2 separate regions of the Rattus norvegicus genome follow, and region 1 is linked to region 2. The links are chromatin contacts, called in public Hi-C maps. All regions are on one chromosome and are shown on one strand. Each heading gives the region's core, a stretch centred on a gene start, on an enhancer-like site or on the middle of the called end of the contact. The rest is flanking DNA. Distances are from core to core; before and after follow the strand shown. Region 1 has its middle 94 kb from the start of Cysltr2. Region 2 has its middle 150 kb from the start of Chchd2l2-ps5.

What was found. Hi-C and Micro-C count contacts between places; a contact is called where the count stands out from the background.
Region 1: a contact with region 2 is called in a Hi-C map of the A7r5 cell line, with 2.4 times the contacts expected there. The contact joins two enhancer-like sites. A contact is called at or near these places in 3 of 12 Hi-C or Micro-C datasets (the A7r5 cell line, the Rat2 cell line and mammary epithelial cells).

Annotation. Positions count from the first base shown.
Region 1 is chr15:54,541,236-54,547,018 of GRCr8, forward strand. No RefSeq gene overlaps it. Among named protein-coding and RNA genes, the nearest start is that of Cysltr2, 94 kb to the right of the region's middle. Within about 2 kb of position 3,371, at least 31 of the 93 cell types and tissues checked have an H3K27ac peak or open chromatin away from gene starts, as enhancers often do. A contact at or near this core is called in the A7r5 cell line, where this site is marked.
Region 2 is chr15:54,447,839-54,453,270 of GRCr8, forward strand. No RefSeq gene overlaps it. Among named protein-coding and RNA genes, the nearest start is that of Chchd2l2-ps5, 150 kb to the left of the region's middle. Within about 2 kb of position 3,998, at least 39 of the 93 cell types and tissues checked have an H3K27ac peak or open chromatin away from gene starts, as enhancers often do. A contact at or near this core is called in the A7r5 cell line, where this site is marked.

The sequences.
Region 1 (5,783 bases), core at 2,121-4,620, 93 kb after region 2:
GAACCAACACCAATTCTCCTCAAGCCATTCTGCAAATTTGAAGAGGGAGTGAATGCTATCAAACTCAGTTGACATTGCCACTGTTGCCATGGAAACAAAACTGGACAGGACATAACAAAAGAAAAGAATAGTCTGTGTTAGTTACTGTTCTGTTGTTCTGTTGCTGTAATAAAAACACCATGACCAAGGCAACTTACATGAAAAAAAAAGAGTTCATTTGGGCTTATGGTCCCAAAGAGATGAGAGTGAGAGTCTGTCATGGTGGAGAGGTATGGCCATGGAGGCAGGAGCAGGAAGCTGAGAGCTCACAGTTTCAAAATCAGACACAAATCAGACAGAGAATTGCAAGGGGTACAAGGCTTTTAATCTCAAAGTCCACCTCCCATGACATACTCCTCACAAACCCCTAAACACAGTGCTGCTGACTGGGAACCAAGTCCTCAACTGTCTGAGTCTATGGGGGTACGGGGTAGTCTCGTTCAACCACTACATAGGCCACTGTCCCTAAGGAGTGTGGATGCTAAAATCCTCAATAAAAAACTTGCAAATCAAATCCAACAACATGTTGGGACCATTTGCCACACACATACACACACACACACACACACACACACACACACACACACACACACGTAGAAGGCTTCATTCCAGGTATAAAAATATGTTTTAGTACTTGAAAGAACAATAGGAATTACACAGCATTTAAGCCAACTCAAGGACAGAAATCACACAATCATCTCAACAGATGGAGAGAGCTGAAATCCAACATCCTGTCACGATGAAAGCCCTGAAGAAACTGCAGAGCAAACAATGAGTAACTAAATGTCACTGACCACAGCGTAGATGAGAGCTACTTTGTTCCAGTTCTATAGAGTGAGCCAGTCTTGTGTTGGCCTCTCCAGTGGTATTATAGGTACGCACACAGCAGCTGGCTTTTTATGTGGGGCCTGAACTCAAGTCCTCAGGCTTCTTGGCAGTCACATTACCCACTGAGGCACCCCCGAACTCATAAAATTCCCCAAAGTCATATTACTGAATGGAAAAATTTACATAATCATAAAAGTAGCAGGAGGCTTTATTTCTATATTAGAATAATTAAGTGAAATGTTGTATCTATTTACGATTCCATATCTTGGTAGTCAATATTTTAAAATATTGGGGGTGGCAGAAATCAATATTGAAACAGTAGACAGAGAGTTCTGGCAATTAATAACGAGAGGGGGGAGAGGGAGGGGGTGGGGGTAAAGAGGGACTGTATCCCTCTCACTCCTCACAGGAATCCTCAATCGCATTTCTAATCTGGGACAATAGACTGAAAGGTTAACATGCGATAAAGCTGTGTGATAGAAAGATGGTGTTCACCGTGCTATTTTGTTCCCTCTGGTTTCCTAGAAGCAAAAAATCTATCAACAGCATTCATTTGAGACCTCTAGAGACACAGGCCTGAAAATGTGCATTTTGCTTTACCTTTGTAGGACACATGAGTGTGACTAGCTCGGTGATGAGGGTGGTGGGGGCTCTCAGCAGATGCTGGCTGCAATGAGACGAGCTTGCTGCCGCACTTTGTGCCTATAGAGAACTCTAAGCCAATTGTTCCAAGTGTGGTGTTGACACTGTAACACTGCATCTGTGCAGGTCTGGAAATGTGTGCATCCATGTTTGTGGAGGTTTAGAAGACCTGGGGCGAGCTTGAGTCATGACACCACAGGAAAACAAATGGTCTGGAAGCTTAACATGGCCAACACAAGCCTGTGTGGGCGTCACCCTCTTGGGGGACTTCTAACTATTGCTTGGCATTGGAGGAAGTACCACAATGGCACCTGTGTGTGGGGTAGTGGAGGGCCTATCTCCATGTCACCTTTGTATAACCAGGGACCTCCAGATGAGCAGCCACAGGCTCCCAAGGAAGCTGAGAGGATAATATCCCACACTGTCCTTTTAACAGCTTCAGCAACGGGTAGGTGTAGCCCAGTCTCCGAGGTAGCTGCTTGTGGGTCAGCTCCCAAGCAGTGATGAGACCTGAAGCCAGTATTTCTCAAGAGCCTGCTCCTGCTTTAAATACAAATTACATGGCTTGGAGTTTCCCCACCCCCATCTTCCCCGAAAGCAAACAGGGTATCTAAGAATCTTTTCATTCAATAAAGAGCTCATGACCATCGTTTTGCCCCTGGCACTGGTCAGGACTGAGGAGTCAGGGACAGAAAAACAGGTTAGGGGGACAGCTTAGATTCTTGGGGAATGTCAGGTCAATAAACCAGTGAAGTATCAGAAGAAAAGTACTCAGTGGTGATTCTTACAGTATCCTCTGGGTCTGAGGAGACCATGTATACCTCTGATGGTGGCCAGAATGTTTCTGCAAAAAAGCCAATGTCTAGGCTGAGTTGCAAGGGCAAATGTGTCATGGTGACTAGTGGCCAGGGGGATACACACAAATCCTTGGACTGCAAGAAACCACAATGACCCCAGGAGGCACTCTCAAAATAATAAAGGGAGCTGTTGTTTATCCTCTGGTGCCCCCCTCTTCAGTGCGACCTTAGGCAGCACCTCAGCACCGTAGCCTTCAGGCCAGCCCACAATGCTGTTCCACTGCAGCCTAATTAGAACATCAAAAGGAGTCGGAGGAGATAAAGCAATGAAGGCTCAAAAACGTGCACAAATCTTGCTGACCACCTGGATTTTCTCCTGTTACCATAGCTCTGGAGACTGCAGAGAATTAAATCTTGGATACGGAATCGAACTCCGTCTTTAGACAAGTTAATCTCCCAGAGCCTCCAATTCCCTAGTTGTCAAATGGGGATATGAATCACTGCTGCCTGGCAGTGGGGTTGGCAGGGCGAAAGAGACGGTGTGTAAAGCAGGGCTCTGCAGTCAGTGCTTAGTGAATGTTACTATCACGGTGCAGCACTCCTGAGATGCTCTGCCCTCTGTCCTCTGCGATGCTCTGCCCTCTGTCCTCTGCGATGCTCTGCCCTCTGTCCTCTGTACGGCACCAATAGTCAGACTGCACTGAAGGTCACTTTCCCCAGTCGGTTTTATGGACGAGAAGTGTTATTTGTTTAGTTCTCCCTAGAAATTCTAGCACCAAGTTGTTGTTCCCTCCTACCCGTCCGCCCCCATACTAATTGTGAAACCCATCATGGTCATCGTAGGCTTTTGTGCTGGGGAGAATCGTGACTATTTGAGTCTTCTTTATCTAGGGACATGATTTATCATAAAGACTTAAGTAGTTTATAAGCTTGTGTGTCTTCACTTGTCAGCGGCCCTAATTCTCTTATTTCCGTGGAAATTGCTCACAGGCTTCCAGATCTGTCTTACTGCTCTGGCCCCAGGGATGTTATATTTCACTGGCCGTTGAAATCAGTGCCTGTCATTTTCCAGGCTGACGTTCACTGGGTGAGTCAGATGTTTGGGTATGAACAGCAGAGCCTCCGGTGCAGCTGCCAAAAGGGTGTGTTTGCCTTCACTTCCGGGGACCCTCTCTTAGCTGCCACCTAGTGGTGAGTTTTATGCCGGTAAAACATGGCTCGGGAGAAGCCATTCACAAGCATCTCTGGTAATGAGACCCTCTGACGCTGGGAGCCATGCCAATGGTGGCGCATAAATATTTATTCATCTTTGTAAATGACTCTACATGATTTGGAGATACTAGTGGCCAGTTCTGAAAGGAATTCCACTTTATAGTTCTCAAATAGAAATTGAGAAGTTTCCAAATGTAGCAATAGTTCTTTTCTTCAAAATGTACCCCAGCAGAGAAAGGACTAGGCTGGCACCAAGGGGGTGAGAGTATTGTTAATATTAGCTCAGTCTTCAGATTGTGCCAAACTCTAGTTTAAATAATTACACTATCCCATTTACTCTATTTCAGTCCTGACGTATCTGTAATAATAGCAAAGTAATTATCTTTCTAGGTTGTTATTGTTGCTGTGGTTGTTATTTTGCACATGGGATAATCAAAAGTCTAATGTCATTTAACTGCTGAGTGACAGGACTGGCATTCTAACCAAGCTCCCTGACATCCGCCATGTTCTTGACTATCACTAATGGATGCTCTTTGTTTCTCTGTTCCTTCAGGATTCCAGCATCTGCTCATCTTCCAAACATCTACGAATGCCCAGGGTTGGCCCCATTGGTCAGCTGTGATCTATGCTGGCTGCCTTTTCTTTATGAGGTACTTATATTCTTGGGGGAATGGGGAGTAGCAAAACAAGAATTTTCGTGCACACTGATGCTACACTGAGATGAACTCCTGGAGCTAAGAGTCCTATGGAGCAAGCAGGTTTGATCCCCTGGAAAGAGGACCAATTGTTCCTATGAGATAAATGGAAAATTGGCAGGTTCAAGGAAGAAAGGAGCTTTGTCAAGATGCTCCATGAAGAATAAGCAGCGGGCACAGGTCATCCCAGGTCCTGGAGGAGTCATCCTGGGACACTATTCACATGACTGACTAGCTTCAAGCAGAGACCAAGATGATGGTCTATTTGGACATTGACTTTGCCTCGGTGCCTAGAAGAATGCTGGCCACCACCCCATTCTGAAGAACACTGTTTTGCAGGAGAAACTCCTGTAGAAGAGGTGAGGAGCCTTTCTTTCCTTGGAGAGCTAGACTATGTGTGGAATGCTGTCCTGGGCTCTGGTGGGAAGTTTGTTTGGCTGTGTGCCATAGCTCAAGGCTCACCCATCCCTCAGAACCTCATAATTTAAACTATAATTTAAAACTATAGAGAATGAATTACTGTCCCATCAGGCATAGACTAAGGGCAGAGTCTGTTATGGTTTGCTGTTGAGCGTTGATGGTATCTTCTAAACACAGTGCAAAGGAACCGGGGGAGCTTTGTTAAAGTATGGCCTTCGGGAGGCCACATTTTCATTCTCATCTCTCGGATACCTCCCAAAGTTACAAACTTCACTCATCCAAAAAGCCATTTTGCCAAATTATGAGAACCATGAAGACAGGCCTGCTGCACATGGCTACATACTGCTGGATGGCTGCTTGATCATTTCTGTATCCTCTGCAAAGTACCAGCCTCACTGTATATCTCCCCCTGGGACTTGAGGGCACTTTAGACTTCCTTGTTAGCCTTTCCAACGTTTCCCCTTTGATTCAGGTTGAAATGTTGATCTAGAATTGGATCCCAGCCTGGTGTTCCCTCCACAGTTCATTTTGTGTCTTTTAATCAGATCCCCCTTCTATCTCCCCAAAGAGCATTCTCCTTCAGGGCTTGTGGCATCCCTTCCTTTCAGCATTTCTACTAAGCTACTACAGTGGGGGTCACTGAAGCTTGCTCACAGCGGTCACATGCACGGAAGTTACTGTGCGCATTGTTGTGGAATCTGGAAGGACTCCGCACCCATTCTTCTAACTTCTCCTGATGTCTCTCATCCTCTTAAGCTTCCTCAAGACTAGGATCTTGAAGATGTGTGCTTACATTCTGTACCAGCCATTTTAATAACTTTGGGTAATTTCCTTAGTCCCCTTGTGCCTCGTCTTCTCTGCATATAAAAGCAATCATTGCATAATGGGCTCACTAGATTGTCTTTGGTATTGGGAGGACAGGAATCACATGACATCAAGAACAAGACCTGACCATCTACACATCAAGTCTTTGCTTCCCTTGGACAGCAATTATCCCTACTCTTAACTACTTTCTTTTTAAGTCTCTTAAACCACTTTTTAAAGATCAAATAACAATTTATTTCCCCTGTCATTTTTGGACAATATATGCCGTAGAAATAGTTTGTAAAGAAGGTCAGAACACTAGTTTGAGAAGTAACATTCCTACACA
Region 2 (5,432 bases), core at 2,748-5,247:
GGCATCTCCGTGAGGCATTTTCTGCATTGCTAATTAATGTAGGAGGCCTCAGCCCACTGAGGGAATGCTATCCATAGGTAGTTGCTCCTGGGCTATATATATATGTGAGCAAACCAGAGGGTGCAAGCCAGGATGCGGCTTCCCTCTGTGGTTTCTGCTTTAGGCACACACTTTGAGTTCTTGCCTTGGATTCCCTCCATGATAGATTGTAAGCTGGAGATGAAACAGACCACCACCCAAGTTGCTCTTGGTTGTGGTGTTTATCACAGCAACAGAAAGTCTGTGTGTAAACTGACAGATTGCTTCTAGATTTTATACTGAATAACCAGGCCAAGAATGCTCCATCCTAAAGAACAAAATAACATGCCATTTAATATTAGAAAAATTGAGTGGTATAATTTTACCTTAGCGTAATGAAAATGAAATTGCACAATCATCCCAATGGGCCAAAGATAAGGCTCCTGTCAAGACCCTGGATCTAGCTCCGGTGACACACACAAGAAAAGACGATCAGTCTGAACAGCACACTGATGGGACCAACTTCCCCACTTAAGAAATTATAGAAAATTGTAACTAGGAGATTATTGAAACCTAAATTTAAAAAATATGGCAGATTATATTTAATGGAAAATATAAAGTGCTTTTCTGCCAGCATGGATAATAAAAAGAAACATTTGCTATCATTATCTCTAATCCTAAACAACATTGCACTTTAGGCTTCAGGCAACAAAATAACACAAACACAAAAATTATACAACACCATCAAAATTTGTAGATGATCAGACTTAGTATATGGATGGGAAACCCATAAAGATAAACATAATTAAAAATGAATTAAGGTCTCTGGGTATAAGGTCATTGTATTAAAATCAACTGTATACCGATATGCTACAAACAATTAGAAACAAAATTTTAAATGGTGCCATTTATATTATAAAATATTAAGTACTTATATAATCAGATACACATTAAAATTTACACTGGAAATTGCAAAACACAATGGAGGGAGCTTTAGAAAGATTTAAATATCAGGAATACATCATCCTGCGTTGGAAGACTCAGTTCTGAAAAATATCAAGTTTTCCCAAATTCATTCAGTGTAACTCAAACCCAAATTCCATCCTGTGAAAGTGTGTGTGTGTGTGTGTGTGTGTGTGTGTGTGTGTGTGTGTATACTGACAGGCTATTTCTAACTTTTACACTGAGTAACGATGACAAGAGTACTCCAGAAAAATCTTAAAAAACAGAGTTACATAGTGGCACAGCAGTTAAAACAGTGTGGCACTAGTGATGCAAGGAGAACACACACACACACACACACACACACACACAAACAGACACACATGTGCACACACATGCATGCACATGCACATACACACACAAATCAATAGGACAAAGATTACAGAAAAAAGACAAATTTAGACTGATGACAAAACCTTGCTGCTGTAGAGCAGTGGAGAAAAGATAAGCTGTCTGTCAACTGCATGCTGTGTGAATAAGATGGGCTTTAGATCAGCTTTGCCTCTTCCATTAAAGTCACAATCGACCCTGTACTTGAAAGTGAAGGCAACACAGGAAGAAAAAAATGGAATATGCAAAGACACAATTCACAATGCATCAAAAGCATCTTTGGAAATTATTGCAACAGGCTGCTTATTACTTTGTTCTTAACGTTATTGTGAAGGAAACCATTAGGAATTAGTAAAACAAGAAGACTCCTGGGAAGATTTTGTGAGTGTCCAGATGAGACTTGTCAAGCACGAACTTCCATGGGGCTTTCTTGTTATTTCACTGAACCCCTGAACCCCACAGGACTGTGAAGCCACAGATCCGAGTATTGTGATGTTTCCATTGTAAGTGAGCCAAGAGGAACCCATAAATCCAGATTCCTAAGACAAACAAGCAGACAGCGGCATAGTTATAGATCATGAAAATGAGTTAAAGAGATATAAACAGTAGTCAAATCATCTCTGGGATATCCTGGGCACAAAACTAGAGCCATTCCTTCACAAGCAGTTAGCAAGCAGCATGGTTTTAACCATGACATTGGATCATATTAAAGCACACACAAGCTTTCACACTGCCACGGTAATTAGTGATAACTTCCTACCTAGAATTCTATAGTCCTGGTCTCATAGTCATCTGTGAGGTAGGATGAAACATTTCTGTCATATGCAGCATATCAAAGAAGTTATCCCTTACATACCTATCCTTAGTAGTCTACTGGAGGAAGCATTTCTGCCAAAATCAGGGAATCAGTCAGGAAGACAAGTCAGGTAGATGTAGGGCTCAAGCAATAAAAGACCCAAAAGGACAGGAGGACATCTCCAAGGAAACAGGTAATGGACGGTGACAATGACTATTGTGGGGCTGCTCTTGAGAGCAACTGGTCCAGACAGAAGCAGATTAGAGGAGTACTGGAAGGATTTCTAGAAGAAGATGAAGTTAGAGTCACCCACATGGTTAGCTGGTAAAGGTGCTAGCTACTAAGTCTGGGGACTTGAATTTGGTGTGGGGACCTACATAGTGGGAGATGAAAACGAATCTTACAAGTTTCTTCTGACTTCACAACTACACACACACACACACACACACACACACACACGCACGCACGCACACACACACGCACGCACGCACGCACACACACACACACACCATACACTTCCACAAACAAGTAAATAAGTGTAATAAAAATATAAAGAACACAATTCGAAAAGATGGCATTGACATTTCATATATATGCAATGTGTTTACACATACAAAATGGTCACAGTCATAAAGAGCTAGGGTAGAATTTATGGTTACTCATAGAAAAGTAAGCAAAACTCAAAACATGATCATTATTAATTCTGGGAAAAGTAAACTGAATGAAAGAATACTTATAGCACACTTCACAGTGCAACTATGAATAATATCTCTGGCAAATAAATACTGTTTATCGATCTAAAACCATTGTAAAATTATACCAAGATAGGAAGGGGATTAAAAAAAGCTTTGGGTTTGGCAATACCTAAAGTAAAAACAAAAAAAAAATTAGGGATAATAATAAGTAAAAGAATTAGCTTCAAACAACAAGCATATGTATTTTGAAACAGATACTTTTGGGAACTGGACAAGAAGGGCAGGTGAATGCTGGTCCTGCTTCCCACAAGCTTGGCAAAACGATTTTGCACACAATCACATGGTACATTGGGCTCAAACTAAAACTAACCAAGTGTGGAGTCATGTTTATGACCCTGGCTCTCCTGCTAAGTCTGAGGCAGAGGAATCAGCCGTTCAAGGCTGACAGGCCACATAATGAGACTCTACGTCAAAAATAATAGAAGAAAATTCTCAAGTGAATGTCATCTTGGGGCAGGTAATTTTACCTCTGTTGACCTCATTTACAAAATGCTGGGGAGGACAGATTAACTTTTCTGTTTAGATGGTCTCTGACCAAGAACCTTAAATCATAAGCTAAATAGTTTCTGCTTTAAAATCAATATGATCCCAAGAAGTGGAATCTAACTTTCACCACTGGAAGGGATGATAGCTCTCATTTAGTTTCCAGCAGGAAACCTAGAGGCATGGAGAGTTTGTTCCAAGGTACCAACGTTTAGCGGCTGAAGAACTTCCTGTACTATTGATTTTGATTGGTTTAGTTTTTAGTTTTTCAGAAAGTGTTGGGTAGGTGCTTATGAATGAACCAAGCAATCCACACAGAAATACTGAAGTTTGATTCTTACAGTATTATTTCTATGGTGTAGGCGGGTAAGTGTCATAGTTGAACTTCTTTCTCCCTGTTCACATCTGTCTTGCCAGAACTGTGTGTCTGCCTCTAACTGAAAGCCCAGGTTAGAGTCAAGGTTAATAACATTTCTAACTGAGAAATGAATCCACCAGTGTCAATTTCCAGTGGATGTCACCAAACCTTCCTGAGGCCATCAGTAATTTTCCAGACTTATCCCTGCACTCTGCTTGTGGCTAAATCAATGCTCCCGTTATAACAGACACAGAGCCAGTGTATGGTGCTTGGCAAACAGTGTTGCAAGTGACATTCCACCCAGAGCACGCTCTGCGTGCTGTGAACTGCTTCCCTTCCCCCAGTCAATTTGCTGTGCTTGCCTGCCTGCAAATACAAGAGGGAAATCTGAGAGGCCAGTTACTAAGGAGACCAAAAAGGTGCTGTCTGAGTCATTCTCTGTTTGGAGGGAATGTGGGTGTAGTTTCTATGGCGGAAGCTCCGGTGGTGATTAATTCTTTTTTGACGTCCATTTCAGGGTACAAGGGATGAAGAATTAATTTCAAATTAAGCCTTACCCTTTCGACAGCACTCAGAGCTAGGGAGGAAGAAGCTTGGGCAGCACGCTGGCAGGTGACAGGAAAAAGTGACTCACTGACTTAGTATATGGAAGAGAGGAATAGGAGAAGTCCATCTTCATGGGGAGTGGGGGGAGACAGGCAGAAATGTCCAGACCAGGAAATGGTTGTGCTTTGGGGCCAGATAAAAGCACAGGTAACGAATCAGTCATCTGACCCAGGAAAAAGAGCTGGAAGGGGATGTAAGCGTGATCCTATCTGCTTTTGTGCTAAACCCTGCGTAACTGCCAGTTTCAATCAAGGAACCAACCCTGTTAAAATAAGAGATGTGGAGAAGGGTGTAGGGAGACAGAGGGGAGCAGGAAGAGATACTTGACTTAATTCTGACTTCTTCCTGGGTCAGCAGTGCCACGGTGGAAATATCATGTCGTTAGACCACATGCTGTGTGCAGATCTAGCAACAGCATCCAATAGCTGGGTCTTTAGACCGCTGGGCCATGTGAGCAGCATAAGCCTTGCAGTAGAGGTGAAAGGCTCTGCTCACAGCAAGCACATAGTTGAAATAGAATCACAAAATCTACCGGAAAGACTCTTCTGGAAGGGAGCATCAACAACCTAACTTGGCCAATCAGAATGCTTCACTAGACTGTACAGCTCCTAAGACGTTGAATGAGTTTCGACCTTGGGAATAAGAGGGGATGTCTGTCTCCACCTGGAAGCTCTCTTATCTTCTGATTATCCAGAAAGTCTATTACCTGTTGGCCTGATGTGGCTCCAGAGTCACATAGAACTAGCCCGAGCTTCTCACAGAAACTTTTTTCTTCTTAAACCATTCTTTCCCCACTTGATTGCTATTTCTCCAGAAGACTGTGGGAGATTTAGCTCTAGCCACCCAAGTCCTCAATTCTACCCCTCCATTCCCTTTAGTTCTTAAGAAGTATGGCTTGAACCTAGTGCCTTGCTCATGTTAGGTAAGCACTCTACTACTAAGATGTATCGAAAGGCCCGCTTTACCATTTACTTTGAGACAGGGTCTTACTAAGTTGCTCCTGCTGGCCTTGGACTTGTAATCTTCCTGCCTTAGCCTCCCGAGTATCTGAAAGTACAGCCATGCAAAATTAGTCATGGTTTCT